Linked DNA regions of Mus musculus: region 1 is linked to region 2. Evidence: chromatin contacts called from public HiCAR-type data. All regions are on one chromosome and are shown on one strand. The core of a region is the stretch at or near the end of the contact, and the rest is flanking DNA. Distances in the headings are between cores, read along the strand shown.

Region 1 (6,983 bases), core at 1,769-4,268, 2.1 Mb after region 2:
TAGGTCCGTAGAACACTTCCTCTTTGCCTTCTCTGCTCACATCCAATACCTACACCAGAAGAGAGGAAGGACTACTCAAAAAATACATATGCATGGAGGGGGGCCCTTAGGCAGTAGTACTTTCTTACTGGGTGTATTTGTTACTTCTCTGATGCTGTGACAAACTACGACCAAAAGGAATCATGACAGCATCCTCGCTAGGCCTGCCTGCAGACCAATCTTAGGGAGATATTTTCTCAATTGACGTTCCCCTTGTAAGGTAACTTTAGCTTGCATCATGTCCAGAAAAGAAGCCCCAAACAAACAAAAACCCAGTACAGCTGACCCCTTGTCACATACAAACACATCAGCAGGCAATTATACTTCCTGCCATTTTCATTCATAAGATCTCATACTAATACTAATACCTCAATATAAAACACATTCCAAACTTTTAGAGTCCCACAGTCTTTAGAAATTCAAGCCCTTTCAAAGTTCAGTCTCTTTATAAAACCAACCCCAAATCTCACCACTGAAAGCCTCTAAAATATCCAAAGCCTCTGTGGGTTCCTATAAAATAAAAACAAGTTAAACACTTTCTTACTCTAAAGGGAAGACACCAGGCATAGTCACACTCAAATCATAGCAAAACCAAAGCCCAACAGTGTAAACAGCCTAATGCCTGACGTCCGTGATTGAAGATCTAGGTTTCAAAGGGTTCTGTATCTCTAGCTCTGGTATCTGCAGCACACGTAGCTGCTGTAGGCTCAGGCTGGCTGCACCGTACAGTTGCTGCTGTCCTTAGAACTCATTTCCAAAATGCTAGGGTCTCCACTGCCACTTGGCTGTGCCTTTACCAATAGCCTCTTTTGGGCTCTCTTAAGGGACTCTTACTCTGCCCCATGGAGCTAAGGCCTCAAATTCTCTCCATGACCCCTCCAGTCCTGGAACTTCCAGGGCAACTGAGAGTGCACCATCACCAATGTCCTCTCCTAGCCTCTCACAGTCAAGCTTCAGCTACTCTCAGTGACACCTTATGCCTTCAGAACCAGTACAACCTGAGAATCTTACACATTACCAAGTTCAGCTGCCAGTAGGAGGTACAGTCTTGTTGTCCTCTCTACCCCTGACACACACATACACTCTACCCAAGACCGCAGCGTCTGTTTGCTGACTCCGAGGAAACGCCTCCCAGATTTCACTTTGATGATACTAGTCTCCTCTTAATCTCCACAAACTGTCTCAGTTCCAGCTAACCAGGGTCTACATTACTGGCTGTGTTCTTATTTTTTAATCTTCACCCCCAACTGGCTAGAACCAGAAATCCTTAATTGAAAATATCCAATGACTTGAGGGAGTCTTTAAGGGACTCTCAAACTTCCTAAGCGCCACCATCTGCTCTGTACTCAGGTCTATCCTCTTAGCTCCCACAACAGACCTCTAATCAAAAATCTCAAATACCACATTTCTCCTGAAAACGGGTGGTCAGTTCTGGCACAGCAATAGCCCCTGCACCTGGTAGCAATCTCTGTCTTAGGGTTTCCATTGCTGTGGTAAAACACCATGACCAAAAGTAATCTAGGGAGTAAAGGGCTTATTTCAGCTTACAACTCTTAGGTCAGTCACTCTCCATCACTGGGAAGCCAGGCTAGGAACCTGAAACCATGAACTAAGGCAGAAGTCATGGGACAGTACAACTTACTGGCTTGCTTGCTCCCTATGGCTTGTTCGGCCTGCTTTCTCTTGCTCCCTAGTTCAGGAGTGGCACTGCCCAGAATGGACTGGGCCCTCCCACATCAATCACTCAGGTCTCTATTATCAACAGCTTTTTAAAGCTTGAAGATACCCACACTAATGGTTCTGATCCTGTGGGTCTCAACCCTTTGGGGGCGGGAGTCACCTATCAGATATTCTGCATATCAGATATTTACACTGCAGTTCATAACAATGACAAACTTACAGTTATGAGGTAGCAACAAAGTAATTTTGTGCTTGGAGGTCACCCTAACATGAAGAGATGTATTAAGGCTTGCATCACTTCAAAAGTTAAGGGCCACTACCCTAGAGGAAGAGCCACCTGTTGTGTAGCAGTTTCCTCTACGGTTAAAACCTTCCATCTTGGAGGCAGGCGGATTTCTGAGTTCGAGGCCAGCCTGGTCTACAAAGTGAGTTCCAGGACAGCCAGGGCTGTACAGAAAAACCCTGTCTCGAAAAACCAAAAACAAAAAAACAAAAAAACAAAACAAAACAAAACAAAAAAAAAACAAAAACCTTCCATCTTGGAAGGAAATATCTTCAGACATAGGATATGAAAGGGAGGTGAAACAACAGGATATTTTAGGAAATGATGCTTACATAGAGGGGAAACAATGGGCTGTTCTAAGAAGAGGTGAAGTTCTCCATCTGCAGGGCAGCTCCTTCAAACAGGAAGGAAACAACTCTAAATGGCTTTAGGAAGTCCCTTTAACTGACCCCATTCAGTACTCCTCTCCTTCCCCAAAAGTATAGAAACAGCAGAGACTACTGGGAGTCTCTCTTCAAGCTAAGCTACAAAGAAGATCGTCAGAAAAGCTGCTTCGAAGAGACTCAGCCCCAGCAGCCTGGAAGAAAGAGACCCTTCAGGCATCCTGGAAGGAGCAGAGAGAGCAGCCAAATTGCCTAAACAAAGAAAAACCAGACAAACTGGAAGAGTCGCATACTAACTGGGGCACTATGACAGAACCCGATCCATCATGTTGAGGTAACACAGCTGTTTGAGTCATTTCTGTTCCTGTAACTAATCCCTCGCCCATATCCCTGTAAATAATCTCAGTAAAACTCATTGGCTCACCAAGTTTGACTTTGGTGTTATCCGTGCTTTGATCTGTCATTAGTTTCCTATCTAGGGTGAGTTGACATTTGTTCTCATCTCTTCAGGAGTGATATCACAAAAATAATGACCATCTTCTTAAATCAAATGGCCTTATTTGCAAGTGTTCTGTAAAAGGGCAATGTTCTGGGCCTCATTTTTTGCCAAGAAAGGAGGAACCTCTCTTCTTCCAGGAAGAATGCTACTTCTGTATAAACCACTCTGGAGCCGTCAGTCTGAGATGCAGCCAAAAAACCTTTGAGCCTGAGCAAATGAACTTTGCTGACATTCCAACTCTAGGGGGCGGTACCCAGCCTGGGATGCTGACTGCCAGGGCTGGCTCGCTCCTATTTGCGGTAGTCTTCGGGCCCTGCCATCTTGGTTTTTTTTTTTTTTTTTTTTTTTTTTAGGCTATTTTGTATTCAAGAAACTGAACTCCTTTATCAAGGGCACCACCAAAAAGCCATTCCAACAGCAAGCATAGTTCACATTTTCTGATGCCTAAGACTGCTCCAAAAGCCCCTGCTTACTGAGGCCCTTGTCTAGGAACAAGTTACAAGAGCAACAGCTATGCCTCTATTGCTTTTTGTTTGTTTGGTTTTTGTTTTGCCTAGCTAGTGCAAACAAGTCAGAAATGTTAACTAGAACCGTGTCATTTTGGAAAGCTGTACCATTTGGATTAAACAGTAACAATTTATGCAGTAAAATAATTTGTCTAGATTCTTGCACTCTCTGACCCCTAACCCTAGAAATAGCTAGCAACCAGAGACGTACCAGTCACCCAGTTTTTAAGACACCTCCCTCACAATGGCTGACCACAAGTTGAACATGGAAGCATTTCAGTCTCCTTTTAACCCTGCCACTAGCCCACCCTTGTAGTGGGTCCCTGGCTATGGGTCTTGCTTTATATTTATAGCCCCTCTACAGGCCTGTTCTTGAATAACACCTGTGCTATTCTTGAGTCCCTGATTCCCTTTATTGCTCCTTCTTGCCAGCTCTAAGATCACTCAATATCTATCAAAACCATGCAAGGTTAAGTATTGCCTTCAATTTTTAGAGAAGAAAACAGAAAAATTAAGTGACTTTCTCGAGATAACTTGGCTGTAAATGGTAGCTCTAGCCAGTATTTTAATCCAAGGATGTAGCCCAGAAGAGCCAGGACTTAGTGCCTTCCCCCAAATGAATACTGTGTGATTCCCTGGCCCAGCAGTGACTGCATATGTTAAGCAGATGTAATGTATTTAATCTGGGAGGGAAAAAGAACGCTTTTGGCAGATTTTCTCCTAAACACTCCCCAGTAAACTGGCAGGAAGGAGACACGTGGGAAGCGGCAGTGCCAGACTGCCAGCTTATCCTCCGGCCAAAAGGAAGTAACAGGAAAGGAGAATAACAGAGAAAAATCTGGAAACACAGACGAGTCACCTGCATGCTCACACAGCGGCCTGTGTGTCCTGGTCACCTCAGGCACATCAGATTAGAGTCAGGCTACATGCCAGACAGCCCCAGGCCCACAAAATTAATAAGAATGCTTTTTAGTTTTCAGGATCTATATCCTGTGAGTGTATGTATTACTAGTGGTTCTAAACCTCAACATCTTTTACAAATGTTAATGCAGGGCTTCCCAGCCTTCCTCAGTCTGGACTGTCTTACAATGAACGGAGTAGCATATGCTAGCTCTGTAGTAGCTGAAATGGCTTCTTATGCGTGTCACTCCAGGTGGCTGACCCCACAAATGACTGTTAAATGAACCTGGATCAGAGGCCAGGAGGAGCAGTCTGCTAAGATAAGAGTATTGGCTGGTATTTTTAAAGGCAAAAAGAATTGGTTTGGGATACTAGTGAGAGACGCTCTGAACTACTTAACTATACTCTTCATTAATCAGCCCTGATATTAGACTACTCACAATTATAAATTAATCTCGGATTATGAGTGACAGAGATTTGAACTTTGATACTTTAAGTGTGCGTCTGATTCTCACGACCACTCTGTCCTACATCTAGGAACTTCTAGTGTCTAACATTTTCTCACCTTCACCAATCTGACTTTCCACTGTCTCGTTTCTCGATTGGATATTACTCCGGCAGATACTAATAATGCTAGGGATGTGACAGGCTTTTAAACACAGGGCTGGGCTCTCTACCCAGTGGCATGCTACTGTTCATCCACGAAGATGACTAGATCTGAAGTCAGCAACAGAGTAGAAGCATCTGATCCTTAGTTCAGATGGAAAGATGCTCAGCAATTAGTTGCCACTACCTGGCATGCAAGATTCATGATGCAGAAAGCTATTGTTGAGGCTAGAGGGAGAGCGAGCTCAGAGGTTTAGAGTGTACAATGCTCTTGCAGAAGGCCAGAGTTCAGTCCCTAGCACCCATGTTGGGTGACTCATAACTCTTCATCACTCCAGCTCCAGGCAGATCCAGTGCCTCCAACATCTGTGAACTGATGTGTTCAAAGGCACACACATACTTTTAGGAGCTTGGTCTGGTGCTGCTTGTATTCAAATGCTAAATTCTGTACCCCAAGATCTGGTTGCTCCAAGATGAGCAGATCCTCACCCATGCCAACTTTTGTTGTGTATACCGTGCTCCACCCCCCACCAAGTTGTCACTGATTGGTTAATAAAGATGCCTACAGTCTGGGCTGTGCAGAAGATAGGGTCCGGAGTGAAGGTTCCCAGGGTTTGGGGTCAGAGGAGAGACTATGAGGTAGAGAGGGAATAAAGGAAGAAGTTGCCATGGGTTACTGTGAGCTCATGGCCAGAAGGGCCGACCTGATGGAGTAGGAGTGGCCCAGGCAGAACACGGCAAGTGATATCTCAGGGTTAATGATAGGGAAATAGAAAATAGCATAAAGCGTTGATATCTGCCCAACTCTAGTGCCTTAAGACTTATTATAACTATAAAAGTTTTGTGTCTTTTATTTGGAAACTAAATGATCTAAGGTGGGGAAGAAAGCCCCAAATGATATTTACCACAGCACACATGAACATGCATACACATAATTTAAAAGTTAAACCACTAAAACGCTATTATCCCTGAAGATTCTGTTTCCAAATGTCTCTCTAAATGATAAACCATATGCTAATATGCTCACGCCTATTAATCATAAGACCTCGTATGCATACATGTTTGTTGGGCTACAGAGATGGCTCAGGGGATAAAGAGCTTGCCCTGCAAGCATGAAGAACAAAGTTCCGATCCTCAGAATCCACGTAAAATACAGATAGACCTGTGACCAATTGTAATGCCAGCTCGTGGGAGGCGGTGGCAAGATCCACCCACAGGCTGGCTTGCTAGTTAAAGTAGGAATACCGGACCTACTCCAAGATCAGTGAGAGATCCTGTCTTGATGAGTAAGGTCAAGTACAATGGAGGAATATACTTGCGGGCAACTACAGGTCTCCACATGCCACACACACACACACACCTATAAACATGTTAACATATGTACTCATACACAGACACACCACACAGATACATAACCATGTGGAAAATGAAACATGTCCAGAGAGATGGTTTAGTGGTACAAGTGCTTGTGCTACCAGGCCACATGGAGTAAGTTTACTCAGGGTAGAAAGAGTCAACTCTGCATGTAGTCATATGACTTCCACATGTATACCGTGGCTGGCAAGTGGTTGTGCCCCAACATACACACAGAAATATCAAAGAAAGAGAAGACTTTTTTCTCAAGTTTTTCTATGCTTTGTAGGAGTGTGTTAGTCACAGGAATAGATGGAATTTCCAGGAGGCTAAGGAAACACAGAATTATCTGCATTTTTTTAAGATAATGCACCGATTTATTTTATTATGTGATATTAAAGATAAACTTTATTCCACTAACACAAGAACTTGTTAAAATTTAAAATCTGTTCTTTTAGTGTTACCTTAATCCAGGGGAAACTCTTGAATGTCGTGTCCATAGTGGTTTAAAATATGCACACATTCATTTCTTGAATAAAGTTTGTATGGGAATAACCAGGAATTATTAATACTGAATCAGTGGGCAAGCAGGCTGGAGAGATGACTCAGTGGTTAAGAGCACTTGCTGGTCTTGGAGGAGACCCGGGTTGGAATCCCAGGGGCATCTGATGCTGTCTTTTGGCCTCTGTGGGCACTGGATGCCTGTGGTACCCAGACATATATGCAGGTAAAGC
Region 2 (6,680 bases), core at 3,527-6,026:
TGCCTTGATGGAGCACTCTTGTTAGTTAAGAGGCTCTAACACAATTGCAGGTATGTCCTGCTCTCCTTAGGACTGATGATCTGATCTTTCCCCTACAAATTCAACCTATGTCTAGTGAGCAGGCTTTAGGTCATGTTGGCTCTAAATACTTCAAAAACTCCCGATTCCTGCCTACCATCCTCCGTCCACTGAAGATGGGTTGCTATTGAGGCCTTAGACGTCACAGCCACCCTTCTCTCCTCTGACCCCTTATTTAGTGACCTAGAACCGAGGAACACTGGCTAGGATGCAAGCTGGGGTTCTTGTGTTTTGGGAGCTGATAGGACACCGAGCTCTTCCTGCCAGGGCTGCTTCTGGGTCTCGTCCAAGTGGTTTGGTCATCACCAAGAGCGCTGGATGATGCTGACACGGAGTTCCATCTGTTCCCCCCGGGGATGGGAGTTAGAGTGGACAGGTCCCCTGATCTAGGCTTTCCACATAAGGAGAGAAGAGTCTATCTGGCTCAGCACACCTACCACAAGCATGTGGAGGATTCAGGACCCACTGGCTAAACCTCTAACAGGAGAAAAGCCTTCATTCACTTTTGCCCTAGAATGCTGGCATAGAAGCTTGTGCAGATCCCTCTTGGCCACCCACAACCATTCCAGGGACCAACAAAAGGCCTTGCTCAAGACTTTTCTCAGCCACTTGCAACCAGCACAAAAACCTTCTGGCTCCTGGGACTGTGCTGCCAGGAGGGAAGAACTGTCTCAGACCACCGTCTCTCTTTCCCAGTGGCAGCAGGGACTTCTCCCCTTTGCTCCATACAGGGGTCCCTGGGGAGCAGGGCCTGGTTCCTGAGTAGAACAGTACCTCCCAAGGCTCCCCGTTTAGAACACAGTAGGCTGAGGGCTCCTGTGTGATCCAAACCCAGAGAGCAGAGTGTGACCCATCAGCAGTGTCCACAGTGTTTAAGCTGTTGTTGCGGTCAGTGCTGCTGCTTGCATTGGGTTGGTTTTGCGTGTATAAACCCAGAGTTCTTTTCATAACTGATTCAGGCTGCAATAAAAGATACCAGAGAAGTGTGCAGTTAAAGTTAAGTTGGCTGGCATAAAGAAATGGAATGGTTTGCAGAGTAGCAAGCTAGTTCTCCCTAGAATAATAATAGAGTAGCCACATTTGTTACAGTTACTAGAGTCCGGCGCTGGTGGTTCTAATAATGGTGTTAACCACAACCTCAAGCTTAGGCATTGTAAAAGCAAGTCTAGTGGATGGTGGTCTAAGTAGTCAGAATCAGTAGAGTGTCCCCATATATGAAAATTGAGATGGCTATCTCCACATTTCCTCCTCCTATGCCAGTAGATGCAAAGATGTGTAGCCTTATTTTTAGGTTGAAGGGATTTCTTGCTGGGCCCTCACAGCAGAGGCCTCACTAGAGTTTGAAATGACCACTTTCTATATGAGACTTCCATTTTATTTTGTGCTTCCATGTATGTTATATAAATGCTACTGGAAAATTTAAAGAAGCGCTATTATGCACAGCCTGCACATGAAGAAATGGATTTGGAAGTACCACAGGGCTTCTCAGATGTTTGTTGGCTGATAACTATGGGGAGGGGGAAGGGGTGGAGGAGGGCTGAGGTGCTGTCGCTCAAGCCTATCCAATCCAGTAACCACAAGTTTGAGCTGCCTGCAGTTCCTGTGTATGCATGTCCCCTCCTGACGTGACCTGGGGTAAAGGCAGAGTAAGTGGTGAAAACGGCACACAGTGTGGGAAACGGACTAACTTACTGGCTCCGAAGGAAGCAGACTGAGAGCTCTTTTAGGAATTTGGGAAGTGGATGTTTTCCCCCACTTCAACGGTTCTTTCACAAATGTGTCTCTGTTCAAGCGAACGCCTTAAATAAAATCACCTTTAAACTCGAAACTGAACAAGCCTTCTGTATAAAAAGATGTTCGAGGTCAAATTTTGACTTGGTTAAAATGCTACATTCGTCATTAACCGTGGCTTCCAACTTGATTCTCTGCTTTTGATTCCTACGAGAAGCTGAGAGTTCTCTGATGCACGTAATACTTGATTTTGACAGATAAGTTTGTAGGAGCAAAATATTGGGGTACATCTCTTCCTTCTCATCTTTGTTGCGGTAACTTTTAGTATAAAATGTTCTGTCCTCTCCAGTGAAACTTCAAACCTCTGCTAAGGAGCCCAGACTGGACATTTGGAAACCTTTGTATGAGTCATGCGCGTGGGGTCACCTTCATAACCTTTTCTAGGAGGAATGAGGCCAAGCATGCAGAGAGAGTGGGGAGAAGCACATTCCAGTCTGAAACTCAACTTTTGAACGGATCAGACTGTAAAATCACGAGTAGTTGCAAGTGGATGCCACTTTGGGGCGCCAAAGTTCCATTCGGCTAAAGGCTGCAATCTTGGGGTGAGAGCAGATGTACTGGGGAGGGGGTCTAGGGTGTCCTTTATTCTCCTGTTAAACTATCCTGGGAGACTTTGTTTCATAACAAGTCTGGACATGGGGGAAGAAGACTTTGTTAGAGAGGCCAAAGGAGGGTGTTGGGGGGTGGGGGGGGAGGTAAACTTACAACTGAGGAAAATCTCTTGTGAACTGACTTGGGAGCAAACGGGCCTCTTTGCTTTAGAAAGTCTCCGGTTTCTCAGAGGCCCTTGACCTCTTTTAAAGGAGGCTTATATTTGGGCAGGGTCTTCACTTCCCACTCCCACCCCACCCCCACCTAGACTAGCGACCTTGTTCATTCTGCGGTCCCCCGCGCCCCTTGATGCCTTCTCCCACGTCCGGAGGTCGCTGCTTCCAGGAAACCTGGCTCTCTCCTCCTCCTCAGGGCCACCGCGGGGTTGCGCGTCTCCTCCTGCAGCCCGCGAGGACTCTTCAGCTGGGATAAAGGGCGGCCTCCCCCGCCTGCAGGAGCCCTGGATGCTCAGCCGTCAGCTGCCGGGAGGCGCTGATTTCGTTCCCGCGCGGCCGTCGCTGCCAGGGGGGGGGGGGGGGGAGGCGGAGGGCCGCTGGTAGGGGGTGGGGGGACTGGGGCCCAAGGGCGGGCGGAGCGGGAGGCGGCAGCCTTGGCCAGCAGAAGCTGAGCTGCTGCCCGCCAGTGTTTATTACATCTCAGCCACCCTCAAAGGTTAGGAACGCGCATTTAGAGACACGATAATCCGAGTTTAAATATTAAAAGTAAAATCAGAACCAGTGGAGTATTTACCCAGAGACTGAGCAGACCTCCTTCTGCCAGGGGAGAGGACTTTGAGGAGCCGGCCGCGGGCATCAGCACTTCTTTGCCCCATTGGCACATTCAGGGCAGCAGGGACACTCTTGGGCTGCTTCCCCCGCTGTGGTGAGAGGAGAGAGCCTCAGACTCCTAGCTCTCCCAAGAAGATCGTAGCCTTGCGAGTTCGGTCCAAATCTTTTGCTTTGTCAGATTCTCCTTTTTAAGGGCTTACGGAACTAACACAAAAGGTGGCGAAAAGTGCATTGGATCAATAGCAAAGATTGTTATTTAGATAACGAATTAATCTCCCTGTTATAATACTTTTTTATAGTGAACTTTGTACCCCTTCCCTAAGAAAAAGGAATTTAAAGGGAAAAAAAGAGTCTCAAACAGGATTAAGGTTTTAATTACAACACCCTATCGAAATAGTATGTTTGATGAGCTGATCTTATCAATTTAATAGTCACGTTAAAGCTTCGGAAGTAGATGCACGGGAAATATGCTTAAGGGAGTCTTTTAAAAGTAAATCGCGCCTAAGAAACTGGAAGGCCAGCAGGTCAGAGTCGCTGCATCCAAGAAGGTTTAGGATCCGCATGCCCTACTCGGTCCGTGGGTCCGAGACCCGGGTGCGCATCTGGGATAGGGGACTGGGCCTGGCCTTGGGAGAACACTGAGCTTGAAGGAGGAAACCAACAAATAGGAGAGCTGCCTCTTCCAAGCCGAGGCCCACATCAAAGTTGGGGCCCCATAAGGGCGGTGCAGTTCACTGGGTTTGGGTCAGCCTTATATTCGAGGGGCAAATAAAGTAATTTGAGCATGCATCAATAGTTTTCCATAAAATACGAGCTAAAAGAAGTAATAGAAGTAATCACTGTCTCCTCAAATCAAGTAGAAAACATTTCAATGCACTAATTAGAGTAATTAGAATAATAAGCCTCTGCCTATATGTGGTAAGACAATGTGTACAAACAACTTTATTTAATGTATACTGGTAATCAGCGATGCGTGCCTGCTTGAATGCTTAGCGCAATAAAACTACCCTCCGTCCGCCCAAACAATCAAATACAAATTAGTTTAATGATTGTGCCTGCTGAATGTCTTAGAAATCCACAGGCAGAGGCGAGTAAATAGAAGCATCCCTGTTTGTGTACCACCCTGCCCCGGATAGCCGCAGGGCCTGGGGAGTGACCACAGGCAGACACGGCTGGATCTCCAGGATGCTCCTGAACTCGGGGCAGAGCCGTGCCCTGCTCCGGCACAGACCAGCGCTCCGCGGGAGTCCCTGCAAGTGTGGTTGGTCGCCTTCCCACTACAGTCAGGCAGTCCCCCCCACTAAAGTCCCGCAGCTTTAGGTACCCTTAGTACTCCAGCCCGCCCCGCCCCCACCCACCCCCAATGCCCGCGCGTCCCAAGCGGCCTCCCCTCCCAGAGGTGAAAGAACCCCCAACTCCCTTCTGTGAGGCTTTTGAGAGTTTCTTCTCACGTGTAAAGGCTCTCTGGAGGTTGGGAAAGGCGATGGATTGGAAGCATCCACCCAGCCTAAGAGTGAATGGGCCGGCTCAGGAGACTGAAGTCAGGCCTCCAGTCTTGGAGAGCTGCTGGAGGCTCCCCTCTGACTCGTTCGCACAGGGTACCCAGGGTTCTCCCCGCCCCCCATACAGGTTTCCTAGGAACTGACTTCGGACTTTAGGCTCACAAGTGAGTGCCGGGTTTTGGGAGAACCCTTTTCTTCCTTGCTTTAGCGCTTAGAAGACAAGGTTCCTCTCCACTGGAGGCTGACCGCTGAGGCCAGAAACTATCAAAAGTTTGTTCAGTAAGAGGAGGAGCAGCACACGTTTAGAACTTTGTTTTCCAACTTTCGGTGGTTCCCCCTTCAATGTACAACCCCCACAAAGCTAGGAATCGGCCAAATGACTTCCCAGGGAGCCGTTTGTCCAGTCTGCACGTTGTCTGACGTTGAGATCAACTTATTTTACTCTGGGCCACCATCTCTCACATTTGCTTCTCCCGAGCAGATGCCCTGGGATTTTGTCGCGTCTAAGACGCAAGGATGGCGGACAGAGAGTTGGGGGATTCACTTTTCGCTCTAAATGTCCAGTGACCTCTGTAACCCAGGCACCTCTGGCTCTGCCATAAGCTGCCAGTGGAGAGTGCCTGTGTTTTCTGACGCCTGCATTTCCCTGCCCACCCGCGACAGCCATACGCCCCCATACATCAGTACTCAAAGCAGCACCCCTAGCCTCGGGCCCTGGCAGGCTGATCTGTCATTCGTCCCAGACGGCGCCCAGCCCTATAGACCTCCCTTGAGAAGAGAGACTTGGGGTCCATCTCGACGACTGCCCTGTCCACGGAGGTCAGGGCTTCACTGCCCTTGGAGATTAGAAAAATTCAAGATTTGCCGCAGCAGCAAGGCTTGGGAGTGCAGGGAATGGCCGGCTTCCCTCGCATCTTTTCCTTCCGTGCTCAAGGCCAGCTGCCAGGGTCTCCTAACTTGGGAGGCAGCAAAGGCCGCCTTTGAGCCACAGTAGATGCCTGATGCCTGACAGGCTCAGGAAAACTGTAAGAACTTCGAAGGAATATTTGTTAGGGGAAACAACATCAGCAAAAGTTATTAATGTCAAATAATTCTCTCCAGAATCATATGCTGTGGAACATAAAAGGTCACATAAAATTTCTCTGACAGAATGAGATTTCTTCTTATCAGGGGGAGGGAGGAGCTTCTACACTTCCTATGGATTTGTTTGAGCCTCAAAGCTGGAGGTTTACAATGGTTAATTTGTGTAACTTTCTCTTTCCCACTGTGCTGCCAAACTCTATGGCCCTGTATTTCGGTCAATGGAGCCTTAAAAAAAATTTTCCCTTTCCTTTTTCAACAACTAAAGCAGAAGAAACACTGGTGGGGAGGGGAAACATATGACCCTGATTTTTAAGATCTCAAGTTTCAATTCACTTCCCAGTGAAGTTGCTTATGCATGCATGTGGCACAGAGAGAGTTAATTCCTAACAATCAAATTCCCCTCCAGCTTTCTCAGAAAGGGCCCTAACACTCCTGGTCTTTCCGAAATCCTTGAGATCTCTTTTTATTTATTTATCTTTTGTAGGAACCTTTACTCCCTACCCACCTGCCCAGGACAACTCCCAATTCTTAAGCAGGGGAGAGACATATGTGGCCAACTATAGACCCTTCTAGAGCCTGAGCTCTTTAGGCACAAACCGCTTATGGAAGCTCCCCTGCCCCTCCCCATTCCAGACAAAGAGCTATAAAAACTCAAAAAGAAGAATGGACTTTAAGGTATAGATGCACTTTTACTGGTGTATTAAATAACATAGCAGACATTTGTTGTTGTTTTTAGAAAAAAGAAATACATCTTAATGTTACCAACATCAGATTCCTAGGAACAATAAGAGACTAGACTGTTTTGATGGGATGATATTGTTTCTAATAACCTCTAACAGCTAAGCCA

Evidence for each region. HiCAR-type assays count read pairs that join an accessible place to other places.
Region 1: a HiCAR-type map of astrocytes shows a contact between it and region 2, with 12 times the contacts expected there. The contact joins two enhancer-like sites. A contact is called at or near these places in 4 of 39 promoter capture datasets (embryonic stem cells, liver, pre-B cells and 1 more), 3 of 115 datasets of contacts at active chromatin or transcription factors (astrocytes, embryonic forebrain and embryonic hindbrain) and 1 of 9 other capture datasets (embryonic stem cells).

What each region holds. Positions count from the first base shown.
Region 1 is chr4:24,617,498-24,624,480 of GRCm38.p6, forward strand. It overlaps Klhl32 (kelch-like 32), which reads right to left. Exons shown (of 11, transcript NM_001163020.2): 11 at 1-49. Among named protein-coding and RNA genes, the nearest start is that of Gm31436, 48 kb to the right of the region's middle. Within about 2 kb of position 3,019, at least 33 of the 459 cell types and tissues checked have an H3K27ac peak or open chromatin away from gene starts, as enhancers often do. A contact at or near this core is called in astrocytes, where this site is marked.
Region 2 is chr4:22,474,780-22,481,459 of GRCm38.p6, forward strand. No RefSeq gene overlaps it. Among named protein-coding and RNA genes, the nearest start is that of Pou3f2, 10 kb to the right of the region's middle. Within about 2 kb of position 4,777, at least 34 of the 459 cell types and tissues checked have an H3K27ac peak or open chromatin away from gene starts, as enhancers often do. A contact at or near this core is called in astrocytes, where this site is marked.